Regions from separate parts of the Mus musculus genome. Here all the other regions are linked to region 4. A link is a contact called in public HiChIP or PLAC-seq data. All regions are on one chromosome and are shown on one strand. The core of a region is the stretch at or near the end of the contact, and the rest is flanking DNA. Distances in the headings are between cores, read along the strand shown. Region 1 has its middle 42 kb from the start of Gm46069. Region 2 has its middle 47 kb from the start of Dusp4. Region 3 has its middle 25 kb from the start of Dusp4. Region 4 overlaps B930018H19Rik (RIKEN cDNA B930018H19 gene).

Evidence for each region. HiChIP or PLAC-seq counts read pairs in DNA pulled down with a chosen protein or histone mark.
Region 1: a BATF HiChIP or PLAC-seq map of CD8 T cells shows a contact between it and region 4, with 6 read pairs. The contact joins two enhancer-like sites. A contact is called at or near these places in 4 of 484 Hi-C or Micro-C datasets (the C10 cell line, CD8 T cells, Th1 cells and 1 more) and 2 of 115 datasets of contacts at active chromatin or transcription factors (CD8 T cells and Th17 cells).
Region 2: a contact with region 4 is called in a CTCF HiChIP or PLAC-seq map of CD8 T cells, with 11 read pairs. The contact joins two enhancer-like sites. A contact is called at or near these places in 1 of 15 datasets of contacts at CTCF or cohesin (CD8 T cells), 3 of 484 Hi-C or Micro-C datasets (Th1 cells, embryonic stem cells and nephron progenitors) and 4 of 115 datasets of contacts at active chromatin or transcription factors (CD8 T cells, Th17 cells, extraembryonic endoderm stem cells and 1 more).
Region 3: a contact with region 4 is called in an HNF4G HiChIP or PLAC-seq map of pancreatic cancer cells. The contact joins two enhancer-like sites. A contact is called at or near these places in 3 of 484 Hi-C or Micro-C datasets (bone marrow-derived macrophages, memory CD8 T cells and nephron progenitors) and 3 of 115 datasets of contacts at active chromatin or transcription factors (CD8 T cells, embryonic stem cells and pancreatic cancer cells).

The regions. Positions count from the first base shown.
Region 1 is chr8:34,730,404-34,733,194 of GRCm38.p6, forward strand. No RefSeq gene overlaps it. Among named protein-coding and RNA genes, the nearest start is that of Gm46069, 42 kb to the left of the region's middle. Within about 2 kb of position 1,453, at least 45 of the 459 cell types and tissues checked have an H3K27ac peak or open chromatin away from gene starts, as enhancers often do. A contact at or near this core is called in CD8 T cells and Th1 cells, where this site is marked.
Region 2 is chr8:34,759,364-34,762,607 of GRCm38.p6, forward strand. No RefSeq gene overlaps it. Among named protein-coding and RNA genes, the nearest start is that of Dusp4, 47 kb to the right of the region's middle. Within about 2 kb of position 1,373, at least 71 of the 459 cell types and tissues checked have an H3K27ac peak or open chromatin away from gene starts, as enhancers often do. A contact at or near this core is called in CD8 T cells, Th17 cells and regulatory T cells, where this site is marked.
Region 3 is chr8:34,780,804-34,783,730 of GRCm38.p6, forward strand. No RefSeq gene overlaps it. Among named protein-coding and RNA genes, the nearest start is that of Dusp4, 25 kb to the right of the region's middle. Within about 2 kb of position 1,313, at least 42 of the 459 cell types and tissues checked have an H3K27ac peak or open chromatin away from gene starts, as enhancers often do. A contact at or near this core is called in CD8 T cells and pancreatic cancer cells, where this site is marked.
Region 4 is chr8:34,590,086-34,593,143 of GRCm38.p6, forward strand. B930018H19Rik (RIKEN cDNA B930018H19 gene) reads right to left here. Exons shown (of 5, transcript NR_040706.1): 4 at 1,673-1,849; 5 at 1-500. Among named protein-coding and RNA genes, the nearest start is that of Gm46068, 6.6 kb to the left of the region's middle. Within about 2 kb of position 1,551, at least 39 of the 459 cell types and tissues checked have an H3K27ac peak or open chromatin away from gene starts, as enhancers often do. A contact at or near this core is called in CD8 T cells, Th1 cells, Th17 cells and 2 more, where this site is marked.

The DNA.
Region 1 (2,791 bases), core at 203-2,702, 140 kb after region 4:
ATCCCATGATCGCTTCCCGCCACATACAAAGAATGCCCCCCATCCTGCCCTTCTCCTTGAAACTTTTGTGAACAAACCCTTTGAGCTCATTCCATCTCTCCGTAATATTTTGTAATAGAATTAGACCAGAACCAAGGTGGTTTGTTTTGTTTTGGTTGTTGTTGTTGTAACCCAGGTTAGTGATTAACTCAAAGTCTCCTTGCCTCTTCCTTCTAGGTGCTGAGATTCCAAGCACATACGATCATGATAAATCAGTTGAGCCTCTTCCTCCTCCTCCTCCTCCTCCTCCTCTTCTTCCTCCTCCTCTTCTTCCTCTTCCTCCTCCTCCTCCTCCTTCTCCTTCTCCTCCTCCTTCATCTTCTCCTCTTTCTTCTTTATTTTTGGTTTTTCAAGACAGAATCTTTCTATGTAGCCCTAGCTGTCCTGGAACTTTGTGAACCAGGATAGCCTCGAACTCAGAGATCCTCTTGGCTCTCTCTGCCTTCCTCTGCTGGGATTAAAGGTGTGTGCTTCCACTGTCCGGCTTTTGTCTTCTTTTTTATAATTTCCATGCTTCACTAGGTCTCCATGCCCAGAAGAGCTAAGGATTGGTGCAGAGAAGTGTATTTGCACAGATCGAAACCATAAACCAGAAGAGACCAACTCCATTCTGCCTGGCTCCCATGAGACGTCTGCACAGGAGGATATTGATGAAGGAAGCCCATGTCATATTGTAAACTTACTTAAAACATTATGGGGCAGGGTGAGGGGGTTGGGTCTGACAAATTATTTTGGTTCTTCAGTGTGAATTTTGTAGATGAAATGTCAAAAGGTAAAGTGGGTGGGACATGTCTGAATCTTAACCCATAAGGAAAAAAAAAAAAAAGCAGTGTGGGTTCTTTACCAAGTCCCTTTTGTCCCCAAAGGCTCTCCATGATTCTGATGCATTTTGGTTTTGCTTTTGATGAGTAAAGAATGTTTGGCTGGTTGTTATTGCCAAGGGTGTTTATACCTTTAATCAGTGACTTTGTCAGAGTCCAAGCTGTCATGCAAAGTTGCTACTCAGAGAACAGTATAGAGCCGAATAAGAACACTGTGCTGATCTCAAATGCTACAAATTCATGACCCACTCTGTGTTTTCAAAAAATGTATTTTTTTTTCTTGAAGAGTTTTGGCACTCCAACTAAGCTTAGAAGGATTGCTACCGGGGTTCCAGATGAACTGACTTCCTCAAGCAAGTTTTAAACAGTGTCTGGGGGATTGAAGCAGAGGAAAGGGCTGATACAGGATCGGCATCCTGAAGAGCCGCATGTCTCTGAGCTACTCGAACGCCCCTCACTTTGTCTCAAGGGACTGTCCATCTGTTCACGCTGTCTGACACTCTCTGAAACCAAACCTGCTGTGACCAACTTGGCTCGGTGTGAGAAACTGTCAGCTTGCTCCAGAATGTAATAATGTACCGCCTCCAAGTACCTTAGCACCGTTAGCATTTCCTGGAGTCTCCGCCCAACAGTCACCGAACAATGGCCAGGTAGAGCCTCTTCCTCTCTTCCTCTTCCTCTCTTCCTCTCTCTCCCTCTCCCTCTCCCTCTCTCTCTCCTCTCACCTCTCTCTCTCCCTCCCTCCTTTCCCCTTTCCCCCTCCCCCTTTCCTCCCTCTCCCTGCAATCTCCATCTCTCTCTTTTCTCACGTGTCCTCGATCTTCCCCTCTTCCTCTCTCCTCTCTTTCTGTCCTTCTCTGTTCCCCTTCTCCAGGTCCCAAATAAACTCCCTTTTATATTCGGCCCTTCGCATGGTTTGGTTGTTCAGGGAACACCTTGGTCGGGCCTGCCAAGCATCCTCATGCAGCCGGTTTATAAAACACAACTACAGTCGCATCTGAAGATGCTAAGAACAGGCTCCTTGTACATCTTCTAAAGTGACCCTCTTGGGCATTAAATACTGAGACTAAGTTCGTTGAAGAAAGATGAAAGGGGGGTTATTGTTCCATTATTTTAATTAATTTCAAAGTTTTATTTTTACCCCCTGCCCCAAAATTCCTCTTTAGCTCTCTGTGTGTGTGTGTGTGGGGGGGGGGTAGATCATAAATTTAAATATAAGAGGAGAGGAAGTGGTTTTACAGCCCAATACACATTATCTGGGTAGCACAGACTTTATCTTCCTGTTTTGTGTTAGCCGGCATGGATCACCAGAGCTCAAACTTAGATTGGGTTCATTCAAATAAGAAGATCTGAGATGATGGCTCCAGCTATGAGCTCCTCCAGGGACCAATACAATTACCTAAGGGGTAACTAACTAAACATCTAACCTTCTAAGTGAGTTGAAAACAAGTAAACCAGCTAAGCCTTCCTGTCTCCTCTTTGTCTCAGCCTTGATAATCAAGACAGTTTTCCACAGCCTCAAAGAACAATTTTCCCTCTTTCTGAAAACCTTTCATAAGGACACACCCAGGGGAAACCATTTGCATTTTGATGACATCCTTTGTCCCGAGTCTTACTTCCAAAGCCTGTTATTGTGTTGCCTAACTAGATTGATAACTGCTTCATTTACAATCCAAAAGACTTCTTAAAAGTTATACAGGGAATTTAATAGGTAATCCCAATTGTGTTTCCCAAAGAGCCCAGAAACCAATTATGCTAACCCTGTTGTTTTAACTCCCTGGGGTCTACCACAGTGCCCTTTCCCCACCCCCACCCCTCAATCAGTAGGCAGAATTTTGTTGTGAAAATACCAAAGTGCCTTCCCCGCTTAGGGGAATCCCCAGGTATGGTTAGATTTTCAATCATGTCCAATGCTTAAGGAGGCTAGAGCC
Region 2 (3,244 bases), core at 123-2,622, 170 kb after region 4:
TTCTTGGTGGTAGGTTTGTATTGGCAAAAAGTTGTAAGATAGCTAGCTATCTTGGAAGGATGTTCAAGATATACCATCTGGTTAAAACAAATTAGCCGGGTGTGGTGGCACACGCCTTTGATCCCAGCACTCGGGAGGCAGACGGATTTCTGAGTTCGAGGCCACCTGGTCTACAAAGTGAGTTCCAGGACAGCCAGGGCTACACAGAGAAACCCTGTCTCGAAAAAAAAAAAAGTGAGGTGTCTAACAGGGTTTACAGATATGACTGCCTGTACATACAGACAGTGGAAGCAGTAACACATGCCAACTGTCTTTGGAGGAAAGCATAGGACATTGGCAACCATGGGGAGTGGGGATGAAGCTAGAAGCAAGGCTCTTGTTTTCACTTCATTTATTTCTGGTTGAAATTTTTTTTTAGCATGTAGATATATTTATTATCCTTAGTGAAAAACAGTAATAAATAGCAAGTCAGTCATCTATCACGCTGCTGGTTTTCTTTTGCTTTAGAAAGTCTGCTGCACACACGGGCGCATGCATGTGCTCTAGAGAATAAGAGAAGGGGTAAATAAGACTGGATGCACATTTTAAATCCGCCACCTTCTCCCCTGAGCCTCGTTCTACCAGGCTCTTCTTGCAGTTATAATTGGCTGTGCATACACACCAGCCTACAGGGAGGAAATGCAGTAGTCAATAGGCTATCGTCGTCTGTGTGCTGGGGCTTATATTTCATATTCTAAATTGATAGTCTCCTCTTGGGGCTTAGATTATTATGTACTTTTTTTTCCCCTAAATAGAATAAAAAGATTATGGAACTTAAATCAAAAGACCAGGTCCTGGTAGGGAGAGTTACCCTTGAGGTATCTCTACTGAGGGCAGCTGGACCCACTGGTATAAGAGACCTTCAGCTGTTTATCTAGAATATTCCACCCACCATAAAGATGGTCACCAGAGGAAAAAAAAATCAAGCTGGGTTTGTTCGGGTGCCACCTTCAATCATCCCTAACACTCAAGGCTGTTGTGGTGTTTTGTTTTGTTTTGTTTGTTGTGTTTTGTTTTGTTTTGTTTTGGGCTCATGACTTCATGACAGCCCATTTCCAGCAGGGAGAGAAAGAATGGAAAGTTTTGCCCATCTTCCATGATTCTGCACCTCCATTGAGAGCTGGGCCATCAGCAAAGGACCTTGTTGTGGAGCAAAACAAATAGAAATCAAAAGAAACCACAGAAATAGCAGACCTGGGCCATCTCAGAGACTGTGTCATTAAGTGTAATTTCATCAGCCCTGGGCTCCAGGGGCGTGATTTACACAGGTCAGTCAGCCTCCCTCGCGATGGGAAACTCATTTTTAATAAATGATAGCAAGTAGGTTTATTCAGACTTGTGACTATGAGTCACCGTGTTTGAAGCCGTATGACAAACACCACCAGAAACCAACAGATGACCTTGGCCATGGGACCTTTTTTTTTTTCTCTGAAAAAAAACAAATATATTTCCTGACCATGATATTGAGGCCTGAAAGTCTGTGTGAGATTGGTGAGAGATGTGTGGGGCCCATACATTGAGAGGACCAGGGTGAGCCCTCCTGGCCCTTCCTCTTCAGCAAGCCTGTGTGATTCAGTACCCAGGGAAGCCGAGGAGGAAGAAGTATATTTGATTCTGACTAAAACTGAACATCAGTGAGAGAGGAGAGTAAATTACTTTTTGAAAACAAAACAAAACAAAAAAATCTAAAAAAAAAAACAAAAAACAAAAAACAAAAACAAAAACCCCTAAAAACCAAAAAAGTCACAGCTCTGTGATTCTTGCTGCCACTAAAATTACTACAAATTAATAGGCTGACGGCTCCACAGTCGCTCCCCTCTTCTGAGTCCTTCACATTGTGACAAAGCACCTTTTCCAACCAGGAAATGAGAAAGCACGGGGTGGGGGTGGGGCTGGGGCTGGGGCTGGGAAACACTGGGCCACAGGCCAGAGAAATGGCAGAATCAGTGTGCGAGTCTGGATGAAGGTAAGAGTTACAAGAACATCATACCTTGTGAGGTCAGGAGTCTCCCTCTTGAAGGGACACATGCCTTCCTTGTGAGCTTAGGAGCAGCTCAGGGTGCAGTCCCGTCCCCCCCCATGGCATCCGATTGCTGCCTCTCCTCTGCTCCTCCAGTCTGCTCTGCATTTCAGCTTTTTGCCCCAAAGCTCTGCCCTCCCTACCATCCAGTAGTAAATCGGGAGAGTAATATCAGGGCGGAAAGGAATATCTGTTTCTTAACTGGAAGAGGAGAAAAAGAGCTTAAGACTCTTTTCTGACAAGGTAGAAGTCTCAGCTTCACTCCCACCCCCCAACACACACCCACAAAAAGAACACAAGTAGATGTGTTTTAAGAAGCACAAGCCAAAAGATACTTTATTTCTGGTCTTCATTTTTGTTTTTTGTTTTAGCACCAAATCAAATTGTGGCTCCCTTTCTTTCTTTGTGTATGTGTGTGTGTGTGTGTGTGTGTGTGTGTGTGTGTGTGTGTGTAACATGTAAGCTTGCTTATTCATATAGGTAAGAGAAAACTCTGGGGGGAACTCAGAGACACAAATAACGCTGCTTTTCAGGGAGAGGTCTTCTTGTGTTGAATGGAAGAGGTATTTATCACCTCCCCATCTAAATCAAATCTATATGTAAATAAAATGTGTAGAAACGGAATGCATCTTAACTGATGCATAAATAAACTGACCTATAAATAGCATTGAATGCAATGTGACAGCAATTCCAGTTCCTAGTGAGGGGACGTGCACAATACAGATGGACGCCACAGTAGACTGACTCATAACCAGCCCCCAACCCCCCTGCTTCCAATATGTGGTAAAAGGGCTAATCTGTTGTTTAGTCATGAGCCCGGCTTTAAAAGCTGAACCATCTCTCCAACCCTAAAAGGGCTAAATTTGAGGCTCAGAACATATGAATCTTCTGTACTATCCCCATGGTGATAATAGCAATGGTGTTGCAGATATTTCTCTTCCTGTCTCTTGTGCTGGGGGAGAGAGGAACCTTGAGGACAGAGGAGAGTGAATAACCTAGTAACGATTTGGTTAGGAGAAACGTGGCCGAGTGAAAGGTTTCTACTGACCAGAAGTCCTGAACAGGTGCTTTCTAGACCTGAAGGTAAAGTTTCAGAGATTAGATAACACTTTGAAGTTCCCTTCCCCTGCCCCTTCCCTTTCTTCTTCTTGTTCTGGCCCCACTCACTCCCCCCCTCACCTCACT
Region 3 (2,927 bases), core at 63-2,562, 190 kb after region 4:
ATTTTCCTTTTATTATTGTACTGCTAAATTCTGCAAGGGCCCCCCTCCCCCTTCTAGAAGGAGGCTGGGGTGTAACTCTACCTCCCTTTAGACTTCAGACTTCCTGGTTTCCAACAGTCTTTCATCCCATTGATCAGCTTTCCTTATCTCTGCCATTGTGTCTCCTTTGCACGCCCATCCTAAGAGAACAGTGCACAGGAACCAAGGTATAAAGGCTGTGCACCTTAAATAGTTCTGTTATATGTGTATGGGTGTGTGTGTGTGTGTGTGTGTGTGTGTGTGTGTGTGTGTGTATCCACATATTTTCTCCTTAAATCTTCACAACAGACCTTTATAGGGTAATATCACCATTTTACAGAAGAGAAATCAGAGCTGAAGCAATTTACCCTTGGCCACTGCTGCACAATTTTGGTAGTAATTTACTCTAACAATACTTCCTTAAAAGCAGCTTGGGACAACATCACTCTAATCTATCTGTTGGGGTTGGTTAGGAGAAGTTAATTAAGGGATGAGTCAGGAGCCACCCCCCTCTGGCAGCCAGGAGCACTTAGCATTTAGATGACAGCGTGCAAATCCACCCTGAAGAGTTTATTCATTAGCAGAGAGATGCTAGAAATATTTTTTTTTTGCTAGGGGAATGAATAGATGATTTATTTCCAAACTCGGTCATTGGTTAGAAATATGCAGACTCTAGTACCCGTCCACACATTAGATTTGTAAACTGTCCATGTCTAGTTGAACTGGTTCACTCCAACGACAGGCACCACAGGAGCCTCATGTCAGAGGCCATCACCATTGGTCAGTCCTCTGTCTTCCCATTTCCCAGTGGGCCTTACCAGAAGGAACATTCAAGGAAACGCTCTTTTCGAGGTCCCTATCATACAAAACAATCCGGCAAACATTGTACCGTGTGTGGCTGCTTTGTATACCTTGCAGGTAAGAAGGAACTATTGACAGAATCTAACAAGCCTTGGCTGTAGACTCACCAACCCTGGAAGTTGAGCTTTGGGGAAGGAACCTCAGCATACAGCTGTCAAGCGATCCCCCACCACGCCCCCCTTTCCCCCTGTGCCCCCCACCCCACACTGAGTGGAGAGACTAGATTAGGTGTATCAACAAAAGTCACACAGCTGCTGGATGTAAGGGCAGAATTTGGGGCCAGCTCTTCCCTACTCAGTCCACAGCCCAGCTGCCCCATGAGAGAAGAGATTAAGCAAAGAGAGGAAAAGACTCCAGGCCCCCTGTGGTGTCAGTCAACCACAAGAAACCTTAATCTTAACAGTCTTCCAGGAAGGGAGGCCTTAAGGAGCCTCCTCCTGCCTGAAGCTCTGTAAAGGTCAGGCTAAGTACATAACAGGAAAGAAACAGTGTCTGACTTGATGTGTGTACTTAGACATATGAAATTCGGCATAGGGCCATAAAATGAAGGGAGGGTAAACCACAAACTTAGCTTTCTCTGTGTGCGCTGCGGGAAAAGGCCAGCTGTCCTTCGTGTGGGTGTCCTCGGCCTGGGAACCCTTTCTTCCCTGTGCTGAGACTCTCAGTTGTACCTTTCTCAAGCCACCAGACAGCACCAACAAAGGCTCATGACCTGAGAGGACACAAATATCCCATCTCCACTATCCTCCTAGGGTCACAGGCCTTCCCCCCAGAGCATCATCAACAAGGACAAAATCCGTAAGATTCCAGGAGTTTTCCTTATCCATCGGACACGCTAACTACAAGAAGCATTTCTGAGTTGGACCCAAAAAAAGAAACAGAAAATGCCTCAATGGAGAAGAACTTTGAGTTGCAGTCTTTAAAAACATCTTTCTCCATGTTTGAGACACAGGAGCCTAGACCGAGGTCTACAGTGCTGAGAGCTGTGGTCTCCAGACAGCCATGCCTAGAACCAGCCAGCTTCAAAACAGTTAGTCACAGAGGCCATCGGGTCCAGCCTTCTCATTACAGAGATAGGGAAACAAGTTCCCTGAGGCCCAGTAAGCACCAGGCAAGTGGAGGGGTTTGGGATCTTAGTGTCCTTTTCCAGGCACCCACTTCTTACTGAAAATGGCACTGCCCAGGAGCTCCAGCCGAGCTGGGAAAACATATCTGGGTCCTAAGCTGGGCGACCTTTGGTCAGCAGCTCACTGAGGTTTGAATACCCGATAAGCTGCCCCATCTCTTACTTCTTAGAAGGACTTGGGTTTTTCAAACTTGACATTTAACAAAACATATTAGCTTTTACATCGAAACAAACATATTGAAACAAAGCCACGTCACGTTTCCTCCCTCCTCCCACCTCTCTGCCCTCCTTCCTTCCTTCCTTCCTTCCTTCCTTCCTTCCTTCCTTCCTTCCTTCCTTCCTTCCTTCCTTCCTTCCTCCTTCCTTCTGTTATTTCTCCCTCCCTCCCTTCCTTTCTTTCTTTCTCCTCCCCTTCCTTTCTTTCTTCCCTTCCTCCCTTCTTTTCTTCCTTCCTTCCTTCCTTCTTCCTTCCTCACTTCCTTCCTGCCCCCCACCCCATGCTGGAGACCAGCCCCCCAGCCTTGCATATGCTAAGTACTTCCTCAGCTTCTTGCAGAGTAAACTTCCTATCTGAAGCCCTGAGCAGCAGAATTACCGGAACACCCAGCTGGCATGACTGAAAATCGGTGCACCATCTGTCTTTGATTGATAAGCAAGCTTTCGAGGAGTTGGTCTGAAGCACACTGAAAGGCCACCAGTCTGAGGGGCTCTCCGGTGAATGTGCTGATTCTTACGGGAGGAGTGCTATGCCTCCTGGGTCAATCCGTTCAAAGGCCTACAAGAAAGAAGCCCTAGTCTATACGAGAGAGCAAGAGAGAACCTAGGTTATAGAGCAAGAGAGAACCTAGTTTATTCTTCACCTTAAACATTTAGCCTCTGCCTTGGTGTCTGAGACGCCTCTAGATCTGTCTTTCTAGGAACC
Region 4 (3,058 bases), core at 301-2,800:
TTTCTGAACATCCTTCAGCACAGAACTCGAGTTATCTGCTCCAGCTCAATACACAGCGGATGGGGAAATGTAGGCCAGTCATGTGACAAGGGAGGAGGAAGGAGTTCGTAAAGCATGGACCACATGTTTATCCATGTGAAAACCCCTAAGGAGGAGCTGCAGCGGGTCTTGGGATTCAATCCATCACCTCCTCCTGGTGGCACAAATCAGGGACATTTGGACAAGATGAATACCAGATGCAATAGACAACCTGGAGACTGCAGAGGATGCTGTGAAGGACCGAAAGCAGCCAATGGCAGCAGAACGTAGAAGAAAAGATTGAAAAAAGAATGGTAGAGTTGGAGGAAATGATCAGCTGCAGGAGAACAAAAGGATGCCCAGGTAACTTACTAAATCAAGTTCATTGCAGCGTCTGTGAAGGAGGAACTGAGGGCCAACACTAGACTGAAGGACCCAGTCTCTTGGAAGGAAGGGAGAGAGGGTGAGGTACCACCTCTGTCCTGCAAAACAAAAAGCATGAATTTCTGTGAAAGAGACTCACTCTAAACCATCTCAACTTTCTTAGAGTGACTGTGACCTCCATCTATAGGGCCATGGCCCACTGTCCCCAGATGGTAAGTTGACATGTCTTGGAGGTCTATATTAATAAACTAGTGTCATTCTAACCTCAGGTTGGCCTTAGCCATTTTAGATATCAGGGAACCAAAACTATATTTCAACAGAAGTTTCAGAGGCTCGGCTCCTTCTTTGAGCATGAAATCTAGTGCAGCCTCCTTTACTTGTATTTAACACAGAGTCTCCATTTGATAGGTATCTGTAATGAATGTTGATTCGTGAATCTAAATGACCTACAGTTCACTCTTAAACTACACTTAATAAATGGTTACATTGGGTGGTAGGTCTTAATGCTGTCTGGTCTGTTTTCCATAACAAAATCCCCACCCACAGCCCTATACACACACAGCCCCTCCTGGAGAGGGCATCTTTCTCCCCTGGGTCCAGTGACTAATGTTTGATTCAGATGTACTCTTCATTTGAGTGTCATTTTTTCCTCCTAGCACATCCACCCATTCTTTTTCTCCCCACATCAACCTGGGGAGGTGACTCATCTACAGTTTGCTATGGCCCGGCTCCTCTCACCTCCACACCTCCACCCCTGCAAGATTGTCTGAGATGAGAGTGAGCAATAGAGAAGGAACTCATAGCAAGAATGATGGAGCTCCAAGCCAAATATCTAGGAAGAAAGGCCCAGCCCTGGGACCGGATGAGGGCATTAGAAGGTAATGGGGTCTGTGAGGAGAAATAGACAGTGTCATGAACAGTGTGAGAAGAGCCAAGCCCGGGAGGGCTACCACAACCTGGCTGAACCCTGAGTCCACTGGGTACCCAGACACTCCCTAAGTCCCTGTTAGGGCCTCCTGTTACCCACAGCTCCCTAGTAGGCTCAGTTCCATGATTCATCAGGTGTGTTCCCACGGTGGCTCCGAGGGCTAGGACAAAGGGCAAACTGAAGGCAGAATGTTTGAGCGTTGCCCTGTAGGATGACTTGGCTGCAGAAATCACACAAAGGTGGCTTAGGAGTCATGGTTACAGGAGAGATTCACAGGCTGCCAGGGATCTAGTATGACCTGCCCCACGAGAGAGCACATCACCCGAGGCTACACCCGCTTACCAAGATAGAAGGTTGAGCGGTGTGGCAGCTCTCCAGTCTTGTATTTGCTAGGCTTCTTCATGGAACAAAATTTGTACTTTGAAATGGAGGGACCAGGGATTTTCTTCAACAGGGCAAATAATTGAACAGCATTGAGTCAAATTCTGCAATGCTAGGAAAAATCTACACACTCCAGGGCTGGAAAGAATGTTCGAGATGAGAAAACAGGGTTAATACCAACTAGCAGAGACAGCTCCATAAGTCACGCTTCTACCTCCAGTTTCTGTTCCTGATACCCTGGATCCAACTTTCTGCAAATAAAAAGGATCATGTTGGCCAGGAAATTTCTATACTGAGAATAAGAAAAAGAAATATCTACTACTGTTGTGTGGCTCCTACGCCGGTGCAGGCAACCATCAGTTTGCAGAAAGACAGACTATCCTTGCTTCCCACTGGTCACAAGCAAACCTATCCAAGTCCATATTTCCTCTGTAGGATCACCTCTTATTCCGATCCCTTTGTATCCTGAGCACTAAGCAGCCAGTGGCCATGATCTATCTTAAACATGAACATTCACTAAGATATACACCGAGGAAAGAAACCCACTGGAGCCCTTTCCATGTGACTAACTTCTTTCCTGCTACACCTTCTGGGAAGTACCTCTTGTCTCTTCCTCAGCACCTCTCCCAGTTAGAGAAAATGCTGTGGAATGAGCTACTGGCATCAGACAGACAGACAGACAGACAGACATCACTCGCTGGCTACTCAATGTGAGCAGGTTGGCTAGCCTCTGTCTCAGTATCTCCCTTTCTGAATTGAGATGGGCAGTGTCTATCTTTTTTAATCTTTGTGAGAATGAAATAAAATAGCGCATGCATGTCATAGACTCCATAGACAGAGGTAGAACTCAATAAATACCCATTCCGTTCTCTGGCTGCTTACTCTACATCTGTTCTAGCATCTGTTTTCTGACCTCAGTGTCAGCTGTGTCTTCCCAAGTCGCACTGTTCTACCTCTGAGACATCACACCACAGACATTCACCATATGATGAGTACGTTATGCGTGTTTACTTCCTAGTTGCAAGAAGCCCACTGTTCTGGCTGGTTTTGTGGCAACTTGACACGAGCCAGAGTCATTGAGAGAAGAAGGAACCTCAATTAAGGAAACGTCTCCATGAGATCCGGCTGTAAGGCATTTTCTCAATTAGTCATCAATGGGGAAGGACCTAGCTCATAGTTAATGGTGCCATCTCTGGACTGGTGGTCCTGAGTTCTATAAGAAAGCAGGCTGAGCAAGCCATGGGAAGCAAGCCAGTAAGCAGCACCCCTCCATGGCTTCTGCATCAGCTCCTGCCTCCAGGATTCTGCCATATTTGAGTTCCTTCCTTGACTTCCCTCAATAATGAA